2 separate regions of the Mus musculus genome follow, and region 1 is linked to region 2. A link is a contact called in public Hi-C data. All regions are on one chromosome and are shown on one strand. The core of a region is the stretch at or near the end of the contact, and the rest is flanking DNA. Distances in the headings are between cores, read along the strand shown.

What was found. Hi-C and Micro-C count contacts between places; a contact is called where the count stands out from the background.
Region 1: a Hi-C map of uterus shows a contact between it and region 2, with 2.9 times the contacts expected there. The contact joins the promoter of Egflam here to the enhancer-like site in region 2. A contact is called at or near these places in 4 of 484 Hi-C or Micro-C datasets (liver, rod photoreceptor and uterus).

The regions. Positions count from the first base shown.
Region 1 is chr15:7,393,661-7,399,799 of GRCm38.p6, reverse strand. It overlaps Egflam (EGF-like, fibronectin type III and laminin G domains), which reads left to right and starts at 1,410. Exons shown (of 22, transcript NM_178748.6): 1 at 1,410-1,812. The coding sequence starts at 1,716.
Region 2 is chr15:7,349,668-7,355,505 of GRCm38.p6, reverse strand. All of the region lies in intron 1 of Egflam (EGF-like, fibronectin type III and laminin G domains), which reads left to right. Among named protein-coding and RNA genes, the nearest start is that of Egflam, 46 kb to the left of the region's middle. Within about 2 kb of position 2,740, at least 11 of the 459 cell types and tissues checked have an H3K27ac peak or open chromatin away from gene starts, as enhancers often do. A contact at or near this core is called in uterus, where this site is marked.

The DNA of each region.
Region 1 (6,139 bases), core at 161-2,660, 46 kb before region 2:
ATCCAGAACGGGGGTGGCATGCCGTGCCAAGGCAACTCAAAGTAGATTCCTGTGTGTCATGGGGGCAGCAAGGATGACCTTTAGTGGCCTCAGTGATCCTATGGGTCTAATGTAGTGTAACAGAGCATATCTCTGCAGAGTCACCTTGCCTGGTTTCCCTACGTGTTTTCACCTCATAAATGTAGTGCCGTCTGGACGTTCCTGCACTAGTTTGGTTTAAGAAACTCCAGTGGCCCTGGACTCAGACTTCAGCTACTCAAGTTGTAGAGGACTTTGAATTTATTTATGGAACAATTACACACCTGAAAATACCAACGTGTAAGGAACTATATTCCAACCTTGCTAACAGGACTAGGTTCATGGGTGGGGGTGGGGGTAGGGGAAAGATCCAGGGTAGAAATCACAGGACAACACTCAGCTCTCCTAATGGAAGATTAACAAGGGGCCAGGAAGCTGCTCTGCCAGGTGGGGCGTGGCGATCACCCTCAGACGTTTGCCAGTGACCACAGTTTCTATCTGCGGGGCACTTCCTAGGGCCTTTGATCTTTTCCAGGATTCTGGCGAGGGCTCGTTTTCCTTTTAGATTATTTATTGTATCTGTTTTCACGAAGGCTTGGGGTCAGAAAGCCAGTTTGCTCGGGAGCTCACACCCTTTGGGGCAGTACTGTAAACTCCAGCCAGCTGCACAGATCTCTTGGGAAGGGAGGGGGTCTTTCCTCAGCTAGGGAGCTAAATGCTGGCTCCCGCATTGCCCCTACTCCCCAGTCCCGGCCTGGCCGCAAGCGCTCCCTTTATAGAGGACCTTCTCAGCCCCAAAGAAGTTAGACTTTGCCACAATAACCTGGACTTTTTTCTCTTTTTCGGGGGAGGGGGGGTGTCTAAAGTTGCCACCCACCACCAGAAGGGGACCTGGCCCCCAGGCACCAGTCCCTAATCTTCATTTGGCCTTTGCCTCTGAGTGGCCTAGCCTCAGCTCTCCATCTGTGCGCCTTAAATCCCATTTATCTTCTTAGCACCCAAGACTTGGCCAGCCCCGCCCTCCTCCTCCCTGCTTGAAAATTACAGCCCCTCCCTTGCGCTTCTTCCAAGAGTGCTCTACAGAGTAGAGAAACCTTTGAGGTATTAGGAAAAGTGGTTTAAACTGGGAGCAAGCCACCTAGAGGGGTATGGGGGAAGAAAGGTCCAGCCAGCGAAACCGAAGCACCAAACCAAAAGTTAAGGGTTAGGATCCAGCCGAGGACCCTGGGCCCGCAGTCTGAGTCAAGGAACACCGGGCGAGTGTCGAAGTCGGTCCCACCCCGGCCCCCAATCTAGGTCACCCGCGGGGAAGGGCTGAGCTGGGGGCTGTCGGCGCCGGAGGTGGGCGCGGAGTGAATTGATTCAGACCCTGCCCCTCGTTCTTCCACTAGATTGTAATTCCATCTCCTGCGGGTCGAGCCGCCCTCCCTCCGGCGGCCAGTGCGTCCCTCCCCTCGGCTCTCAGCGTCCACTCCCCAGCCCCGAAAAGCCTTGCCGCTGCGAGCCCGCTCCGCTCAAGCACGCCAGCTTCCCAACTGCTGCCTTGCCTCCTCGGACTCCCGAGTGGCTCCTGGTTCAGCTCCCTGGGTCTCCCACCTTCTCATCCTCGCGTCACTGGCGTTCCCCGCGTCCCCCAGGAGACGCCCTTTCCCTGCGCGCCCGGGACTTGGGGAAACTTTGCAGACGCCGTTGGTGAGATGGATTTAATCTCAACCTTCTCGCTCCATTTCTTGCTCCTGGCCTGCAGCCTCCCACCCGGCGCTGTGTCACTCCGAACGGCTCTGCGAAAATCAGGTAAAGCACTCAGTGCGCCCGGAGCCGGGGTGCCCGGAGCACCCCGGTCCCGGCCTTTGGTGGGGTTCGCAGAGCAGGCAGCCGCTCTCTGCTCACCAGCGTGGGCTCAGCCTGCCTAGCCTCTGCGCAGAGCTCAGCCGAGGCACGAGCCTCGCCCTCCCCCAGCCCAGGCAGTCCCAAGGATATTGTTTGTTAAAAGAAACGATTTGTTTTCCAGAGCTAGGAGGTGGTGGGTTCTGTGTGGAACCACGGACTGCGAAAAGTTGGGGGTTGGGGGGGTGGGCGGGCAGCTATAGCTCTGTCTCGGTTACACAGGACTGAGAGAGCGCAGAGGACTTTCAACAGCTCCTCCTGCTTCTTTGAACATCTTATTGGACTCATACTGCCTAGAGCCCAGCCATTTCCTGTTGAGTGTCTGAAGGTTTGCTGGGAGCCCCCTTTCCTGGCTCTGGTCCTGTCTAAGCACTGGGTACGGACCTGCACTTTCTCTGTTGTTGGGATTCTCTTGCAGCCCCGGGCTGTTTGTGCAGAAAGCAGCCCACAGTGGGTTAACCTGATCTCTTTTAGAACTCCTGTCTTAGCACTGCTGTCCAAACAAAGATATATATGCACTGTAGGCTAGCTAGTACAAAGGATCAGAGAGAAGGCAACACCACAAAAACTCACATTTCTTCTAGGTAAAAAGTATGTTTTTATCAACATTGATTTGGCTGTGTCATGAGGGAAAGTGGAACAGTTTAAATAATAAAGTTCCTAGCGTTGCTTCTGGGTAACGATTTTTATTCTTTGTTGGCCCGGACCATATTTAGAATTGTGAAAAAAAAATCTGCTTTTTCTTAGCTTACTTTACAAGTGGGGTTGTCTTATGGGATTAATTATGTCTTCTGAACAATGGAAAACAATCTAATTATTTTAATTCAGCCTGCAAAACTCACAGAAAGTGGAGTCTGCCCTCCCAAATGTTTCTACAAGAAAGTGGAGTCTGCCCTCCCAAATGTTTCTACAAGAAGGAAGCAAACCAGGAAAATTTATCAGAGTGCAAAGAAAATAATCTTGGCAGGTTCCCATCTGCATGTTCAAATATGTCTTACTGCTCCAGGATCAGTCTGGAGTTTGGGGCGGTTGCCTTCGATCCTAGGAGATATCTCAGTCTTCAGGCTCTGTCTGTGATCATCTGTGTCCCCTTACCTGATTTAACACTGAGGACCGTTCTCAGCTTCCACAACACATTCAGATTCAGAACGAATCTGTCAGCACACTGTCCAGTTCACTGGGGAGACAACGGCAGCCACCCAAGGTAGAATCATATTAAACTGTCTTCTTGCATCTTCATACACCTTCCAGAATCTCAATCATAGGAGCCTTTGAACTTTCTTGCTCAAGAAAACCATACTATGGTCGCTGGCCCTCTGTAGGTTTCTGCACACGAAACCATCTAACCACGTTTGAATAGCACATGCATACGTCTGTGGCTCTTAGCCTGTGTGACATATGCAGGGTTCTTTGAGGGTAGACTTCAATCCATTGAAGCAGGATGTAAAACCTGCTGTATATAATTGCATACATGTTTTCCCCCATTTGCCTCTTCATTTTGTATTGTTTTTGGTCCTTCCTCTTTAAAAACATTTCTGCCTGGTCCACTCAGCATCTTGTTCAGATATTCACATCAACAATAGCTCCTGTTGCTTTCTTTGCCTTTACTTGAAGTATTGGGATGGGTGGTTGGGAGCAGTGATTTTGAAAACTTGCTTTTAGATGTTTTTGGCCTCATCAAAGTAGAAGGACTATTTAGACCATCTTTAGCCTAAGAAAGGCTTTTTATTTTTTTTAAAGTTACTTCATAATTTTATCCAGACAATGGATTTTAGGTTGGAAAGCTGTTTGGATGAATATGACAGCTACTTCATAAACTTCAGGGCAAATTTTCCTTGTGGGCTCATTTACATCCCATGGAAAGACTAGTTTTTTGATCCGTAAAATTGGTCCAGATTAAAAACTGCCCCAGTTGGCTCTGATGCGAACAGCAAGGAGCTCATTTGTAATCTTCCCCAGACACCTGCAAGTCCCACTCCAGTCCATATGGGAGGGACTTTGTACCTTGTTTCCACCCTGATAGAAATTGGCTTGTGTGCAGTACTTTGAAGGTGGTATGGCCACCACACAGTCATTGCAAAGCAGTGTGTCCTGTTTATCTATTCCTCCTTACTCTGCACAATCGACTTTTGATAAGTACAGTTTAGTTTCAAAGTCTTGGATTCCAATTAACCCAAAGGCTCTATCCCTTCTTTTAGAAAGAGGTAAAAAAAAGAACACCTGGCCCCTCACCCCAAGGTGCAGCACCTCTGGCACTGAGCATTGGGAAAGAAAGCTCCACATCTGTCAGGACTCGCAAGCGTTGCCACAGCAGTGTTCAAATGAAGTCAAATTAAATAATAGTACCCGGCGTTAATTAAGTGCTCCTTACACTGTTCTGGGAACTTGACACATACTGATTCTTTTAATCAAGCCAGCAGCCTTGTGGGCTGCATGCTGCCTGTTTCTTTGTTTTACTAAGGGGGAAACCCTGGCTTAGTGGAGCCCAATATCTTACCAGAGGCCACACAGAGGTTAAATGGTGGAATGGGAATTTAGGCTCTGGTATTTGGCACAAAAATCCCACTCCTGAGCTGTCTCGTTTGCAGAACTATGTAGCCTTGAGTGTTTTCAAGGTTGAGTTCCCCAGGGACAGAGAACCCTGTAACCTAGGTCGAGGGCCTCCCCTTGTTATTTTGTATAGGAGACCCATGTCACCTCCAAACAAAAAAGTACCTAGTCTACTGATGTGGGGCACAAGAACCTACTCTCCCCTGACCTCATCCATAAATAGTGTATGTAGCTTTACCGAGTAATGAAGAACTGCTTACTTTCTTTGTTAGACTCGTGGGGATTAATGTTGGGGGAACACCTCTGCAGGCCTCCACTCTGTGGAAACAGTGGCTTGGACAAGTTTTGTTCCTGTTCTCCACAAACTGGAAGCAAGTGCAAACTCTTCACTTTGCAACGGGATTGAGGGATTGAGAGGGACTTAGTGATTTAAGTTAAGGTCAAAAGCTGAGCTGGGCTAGAGTGAAGACGCCCCTGTCCCCAATACCAGTTAGCCTCTTGCTTCTGGCTCACAGCAGGGATTCCAGAGCGAAGGGAGGGAAAATTTCAACAACTGTGGACAGGAGGGAAAGAAGCCATCTGTAGTCCACAGAGAGATCTGTCAACCTGGCCTTCATTATGGGTCTTTTCTAGGTAGCTTTATTGAAATGAAGACGTTTATGAAAAGTCTTCCTTTTCAGTGATTACTTGATAAGTTCTAACAAACACTATCAGTGCGGACACCCTCAGCTTCTGGGCCTCAGCTAGCAGTAACCACCTAAGGGGCCTGTGTTCCCCCTGCCTAGGGGCTAATTCCCCTCTTGCAGATGTTTGTATTGAAAGAAATGGACAGTTTTCTTTACTTGAGAATATAATCTTGTGTTTCATAATAGAAGATCTACCCTGTTACAGCCCCTGGCAGCTGGTGATCTGATTTCTGACCCTATACTTTTGAATCTTCGAGAATCTCTCATAGTTTGTGTGTGCCTTCTCACATCCAGCACAACACTTTCAGGATGAACCCATGTATCGTGGCACTTAGCGGTTTTTCCCCCTTTGTTATTGGTTAGTAGTGTCCTCTGTATAGATCTTAGATGACCGAAGTGTGTTTAACGGTTCCCTGGCTCTTTAGGTGTTTTCAGCTTCAGGCTGTGGTGAACGGGGCTGCTACACGCAGCTCTATACATGCCTCTGTGTGGATATACTTTTACTTCTCTTGGTAAGGAATACAGTGAGGATCATTTCTTCCGGTAGTTGGAACTTTCCAAGAAAGCACTGAATTGTTTCTCAGAATGGTTGTACTATTTCACATTCCTAGGAGCAATGTATGGAAGTTCTACTCATCCTGGATTCCCCAAGGCATTTGGTACATGTTTTCCTTTCATCTCTGTAGCTGTGAAGAAACAAACAAACAAAAAAAATGTTAAAACCAAAACCTGAGTGACAAAAAGAAACCTATGGGAAGACGGGCTTAGTTCACAATTCCATGTTGGAATCCATCACTGGAAGTGACAGGAATTTGAAGCAGCCTCTTGTGTCACATCCAGTCAAGAGCAGAGAAGTAAATACATGAGAGCTCGCTTGCTTGCTGGCTGGCTTGTGCTCAATGATTTCACTGCTGTTATGTGGTCATGATCCCCCTGAGTAGAGAATGGTGCTGCCCACAGTGGGCCTTCCCTCATCAGTCACCTTAAGACAATTACCA
Region 2 (5,838 bases), core at 1,491-3,990:
TACCACAAAAACTGTCTCTAGGTCACACTTTGAAATTCTCCACTGCAACATCTTGGGCCGGGTGGGCACAGTTCAAATCACTCTCAGCAACAAAGTCTTCCATATTCCTTCTAGGATAGCCCATTAGGCCCCATTGAAAACATTCATGTGCTTTCCAAATCCAAAGTCCCAAAATCCACACTCTTCCAAACAAAAACATGGTCAGGCCTATCACAGCAATACTCCCGTCCCCGATACCAACTTCTGTCTTAGTGTCTTAGTTAGGGTTTTACTGCTGTGAACAGAAAAACATAACCAAGGCAAATCTTATAAAGGACAGCATTTAATTGGGGCTGGCTTACAGGTTCAGAGGTTCAGTACATTATTATCAAGGCAGAAACATAGCAGCATACAGGCAGGCATGGTGCAGGAGGAGCTGAGAGTTCTACATCTTCATCTGAAGGCTGCTAGCAGAATACTGACTTTCAGACAGACAGTTAGGATGAGGGTCTTAAAGCCCATGTCATCAGTGACACACCTACTCCAACAAGGCCACACCTCCTAATAGTGCCACTCCCTGGGCCAAGCATATACAAACCATCACAGTTAGGTTTTTACTGCTGTGAACAGACACCATGACCAAGACAATCTTTTTTTTCCCCCAATATTAGAATTTTTTTATCCAAGGCAATTCTTAAAAGGACAACATTTAATTGGGGCTGGCTTACAGGTTCAGAGGTTCAGTCCATTATCATCAAGGTGGGAACATGGCAGCATCCAGGCAGGCAATGTTCAGGAGGAGCTGAGAGTTCTACATCTCCATTTGAAGGCTGCTAGCAGAATACTGGCTTCCAGGCACCTAGTGACATACCTACTCCAACAAGGCCACACCTTCTAATAGTGCCAATCTCTGGGCTGAGCATTTAAAAACAGACACACTCATTCACACACTCATCACAGACACACTCATTCACACACTCATCACAGACACACTCATTCACACACTCATCACAGACACACTCATTCACACACTCATTCACACACTCATCACAGACACACTCATTCACACACTCAGGAGTCCCATAAACAGAGTAAACTGAAAGCTATAATACACACACACACATACAGAAAGAGAGAGAGAAAGAGAGAGAGGATGAGAGAGAGAGAGAGAGAGAGGAAGAGGAAGAGAGAGAGGAAGAGAGAGAGGGAGGGGAGAGAGAGAGAGACAGAGACCTGGTGCAGTCCTGTTTGGCCCTGTGCTTGCTGCTTCAGTTTCTGTGGGTTCATATGAGCTTTGTTCAGTTATTTTAGACAGCCTTGTTCTCCTTGTATCCTCTGTCCCCTCTGGTTCTACACTCTGCCTCCTCTTTCTAGGGATTCCCTGAGTTCCAAGGAGATGGATTTGACAGAGACATCCTATTTAGAGTTGTGTATTCCAAGGTCTCTCTCTCTCTCTTCCCCTGTGTAATGTCTGGCTGTGGGTATCTGCATTTGTTCCCATTTGCTGCAAGAGGAAGTTCTCTGAATGTGTGAATAAGGCACTGATCTATAAGTATAACACAATATCATTAGGAATCATTTTAACACTACTTTTTTCCTTCTTTTAGATCAGTATTATTTGGTCTTACACTAGGTCTCTGGGCTATCATATCTCTGGTTCTTGGTCACTCAAGCAATGTTGGGTATGGGTTCTATCTGTGGAACCGGCCTTAAATCAAGTCAAACATTGGTTGATTACTATGACAAACTTTGTGTCATCATTGCCTTAACATATTTTGCAGGAAGGATAGCATAGTAGATCAAAGGGTTTGTGGCTGAATTGTGTCTCCATTTCTCTTTTAATAGCCTGCAAAATGCCTTCCCATACCAAACAAAGACAGCAAAGCACTGGGGTGAAGGTTCTATGTAGGCAGGAGGTCTATCTCTCCATGTTCAGTGAGTTGTGTGGGTGTTGTCTTCAGACATGGGGCCTTGATGTCAGTTTGTGGAGAGCAACCTATTCTCTTGGCAACAGCCTGGATTTTTTGAGGATTTCCAAGGGACCCCTTTGGCTAACCACACAATTGTATGTAAACCAGTTCCAGTACTGGAAACCTTGTTTGGTGACAAGTGATGGCTAGGTGGGACTCAGCCTCACCTGGAGACTTCTGGAGACTTTATTAGATTCACCTTCATAGATTTTGGGAGAAAGAAACCTTTAAAGAATTCTATGTTTCTAACCAAACTTGCACCTCTCTCTTAATCTGTCCCATGTAGTAATTATCTGGTCTTTAAACTCACTTCTCAGGCAAAGAGCCAGTCAAAGCCATTCATTAGGAAGTGTGATTAGCACTGTCTTTCCCAGGTACCAGTTGTCATAACAACTCCAAAGATGAGTTCCAATCACACTGGGCTCCGAGAACCTCCCACCAAAGACTTAGAGCTATTTGTGAGTACTCCCAGCCCCAGGCCTTAAATCATTTGGTAAAGATAAGTGGCCAAGGAGGAAAGACTCCAGCTGGGATCTGCTATCCCTTGCATGTTCTAGTGACAGTATCTCTCCAGGGCATTCCAGACAGGATCCAGTGTGTATGTAGTGGCCACCATGGGAGAAAATCGGTCTTCAAGGACTTGAGAACAGCCAGATGGACAAAGTCCCAGAACCAAGAGTTGTCTGCATAGAAAAGGAGGGAAATGGCTTTCTCACATGCTTGGCCCATGAACCTTGGCTGGCAGTGAGACTCTCTTGGGTGTTTGCTTCTTCCCCATCTGGGCCACAGTCTGCAAAATTAACTATGTTAACTGCCTATGACCCAGGCTCTATCTGAGCAATGTCAAAGGAAGCTCTAGGAGTTCATTTCTCAAGGACTCCATTCCCAGCTCTGATGTTAGGAGAGACTTACATCACAGCTTGTGGGACCTTCCCTACCCACCCCTTCTTACATTGGGCTTTCCCACCAACTCTTTGGCTCAGTCACAGCAAGATCACAGCACCACACATGCTAGTGACTTTAAGTCACTCGAGGAAGCGCCTGTGCTGGAGTTTGACATGGCACTAAGACCACTGTCATGGATTAAATACTCTGTCACATAACTCCTTGAGTGCCTGTCAATATAAACCTAAAACTGGTTATCACATTACCATAAATGAAGAACAATATAAATATGCTTTTATTAGTTTTTAGAAAACAAAGTTGCGCAGAGTATTTGTTTACTTTTAAGATATCCTGTGGAGTCTGGGCTGGCTCCAATTTCTCTATGTAGCTGAAGCTGACCTTGAACTCCTGATCTTCCTGTATTTACCTTCCAAATGCTGGGATTCTGTGTATGCACTACCAAGCCTCATATATGGGGTATGGCAACCGAACTCAGGGCTTCATGCATGCTAGGCAAACACTCTTATTAACTGAGCTACATTTCCAGCCAATTTAAAAAAAAATCACTTCTTAGCCAAAATAATTTAATTTTTTTAAAAAATGATTTTTACTTGTAAGTGTGTGTGTGTGTGTGTGTGTCTGTGTGTGTGTGTGTGTGTGTGTGTGTGTGTATGTGTGTGTGTGTGTCTGTGTGTCTGGGTGTCTGTGTGTGTGTCTGTGTGTGTGTAGTTAGGTAGTGCATGTGAGTGTAGGTGCCCATGCAGGCCAGAAGTTTTAGATTTGGGGCTGGAATCACAGCTGGTTGAGAGTCACCTGACATTGAACTCAGAATTGAACTCAGGTCCTCCATAGTATCAATATGTGCTCTTAACTGCTGAGCTACCTCACCAGCCCCTGAATGTTTGTTATATAGCAAACAGTAAAAAACAAAATGAAATGAACAAACAAAAACCCTTCTTCCTCTTTCTTGAGTTAGCTAATTTAGCCCTCAGTTGCAAATCTTTAAAATGATGCTAGATGTCAGTTCAATGATGATGCACTTGTAACCGTTAAGGAAACAGTCACAGAAAGGAAATGGGATTGGCTTTAGGAATTGCAGCCTGTGAGTGGCAGAGGCAGGTCCTGAGTAGATGAGCAGGCATTGTGCCCTAGTCATGGGAGCTGCTCTGGGATATGGCATGGATTCTGCAACACAGAAAAGATGGATGCAGACAAGATGGCCTCCTTAGGTACCTACTTTCATCCAAGACCCATACTTCTACTACAGGATTTCTTTGCTTATCTGTTATTGCCTCCTTACAAAGCATCTCCAGCCATCTCTGTATGAACTGTGTGGATTAGAGAAACCAAAACCAATGGGAATTCAGAATATAGGGTATGTGGCAGGTCAGTTAGCAAGACTTGGCTGTGGCATGAAAAATCTAGCCAGTATTCTAAGAGTCTGTTCAACATGATGAGTCTGCTGTACATTTATTCAGTGCCTGTGATGTGCTGGGCACTGTAATGTATTAGATATTTGGTATCTCTAAATGAAAAGAGATACTTATGTCCTAGAGGAAAGGGAGAATTTAAAACAGCTGAAAGGAAATGTGTGTGAAGGGATTGTGTGTGTATCTACTATAGAACACAAGAAACACTGACTTGACTACCAAAAGGCAGTTGAAGGTACAGGGCAGGGACAGATATTCATAACAATGTTACAATGGTCAGGCTGGTCTCAGTGGGGTAAAAAGGGTAACGAGGTTACTAATGAAAAGAATGGGTAGCCAATAAGCTTCATGAGAGAGCGAAGCTGTCATACCACGGGAGCAGCAGGAAGCACTGGGAGTCATCTGACTGGGCTGAAGCTAGGCAGAGTGGGAGGAGATGAGAGAGATAAGAACCACAGTTGGAATCAAGGTCATGTGGGAAACAGAACAGAGTTTTGAGTGGAAGGATCACTTGTGAGACTTTTTTGGTTGTGCTAGAAAATGAATACAAAGCCTAAAAGTGCTTGACCACTGAGCCAAGCCCCAGACCTAAAGGTTTTCCTTTTCACCACACAACTCTGGCTATTTAGAAATATGAAGGCAGAAAGGGGAAAACCTGTCAGGAAGTAATTGCAGTGACACAGTAGAGGCCAAGATGTAAGTAAGGTAGAGTGCGATGTGGTCCAGAGGTGGTTAGAAGCACGTGGGCTGGGGCTGTATTTTGAAAGTAAAACCAGCAGGGTTTCCTCAGACATTGGCTGTTGGTGTGTAAGAGAAGAAAGAATCAAGGATGAAACCAAGATTTTTAGCCTGAGCAGCTCAACGGAGACTTCATGTTGATCCAGGTGAAGAAGGCTATGAGTTAAGTAGATCTTATGGTCAAGACATCACGAGTTCCATCTTAGAGCACGGCATTGGAGATGCTTCCATACAGGTGGGAGTTGAAATTATGAGCTTGTGAAAGACTCCGAAAGGAGCCCCTCGCTCAGGCCTCAGGACAGTAGCGGACACCCAAGAACTCATGATAGACCGAGCTTGTTGCAAACCACATGAGGCTTTATTCGGGGAAAGCCAGAGCTCTGGGGACGACTCATATCCCACGCAGGGGTAGAGGAGTCGACCTCGAGGGGAAAGAGGTCCCAGTTTTTATAGGCCCTTGGGGGGGAAAGGAGAAGGGAGGAGTAGGGGATTTCCAGATCTAAACAATGTCTAAACAAGAAATGGGTATGGGAGGGGTACAAGGAAAGAGTCTGGTGCAGGTGTAGCAACTCAGGATTGGCCCGGCTGTGGTTGCTGGGGAGATTTTCTGACTCTTTCTCAGCAACCAATATCACAAACACCTGGCAATGGGCTTCATCAGTGGGCACACACCTGGTCAGAACATTGGCAGACACACAGGTTTGAGGAGCGGCCAGAGCATTGTGCACCTCTATTTTTCTAAATCAGTGAAGCTAGTTCTACTAACAATGAAATCTATTTTGCCAATTTCAGGGCTTCTGTGACCTTTCACATTCTGTCAGGATCTTTCACTTGCA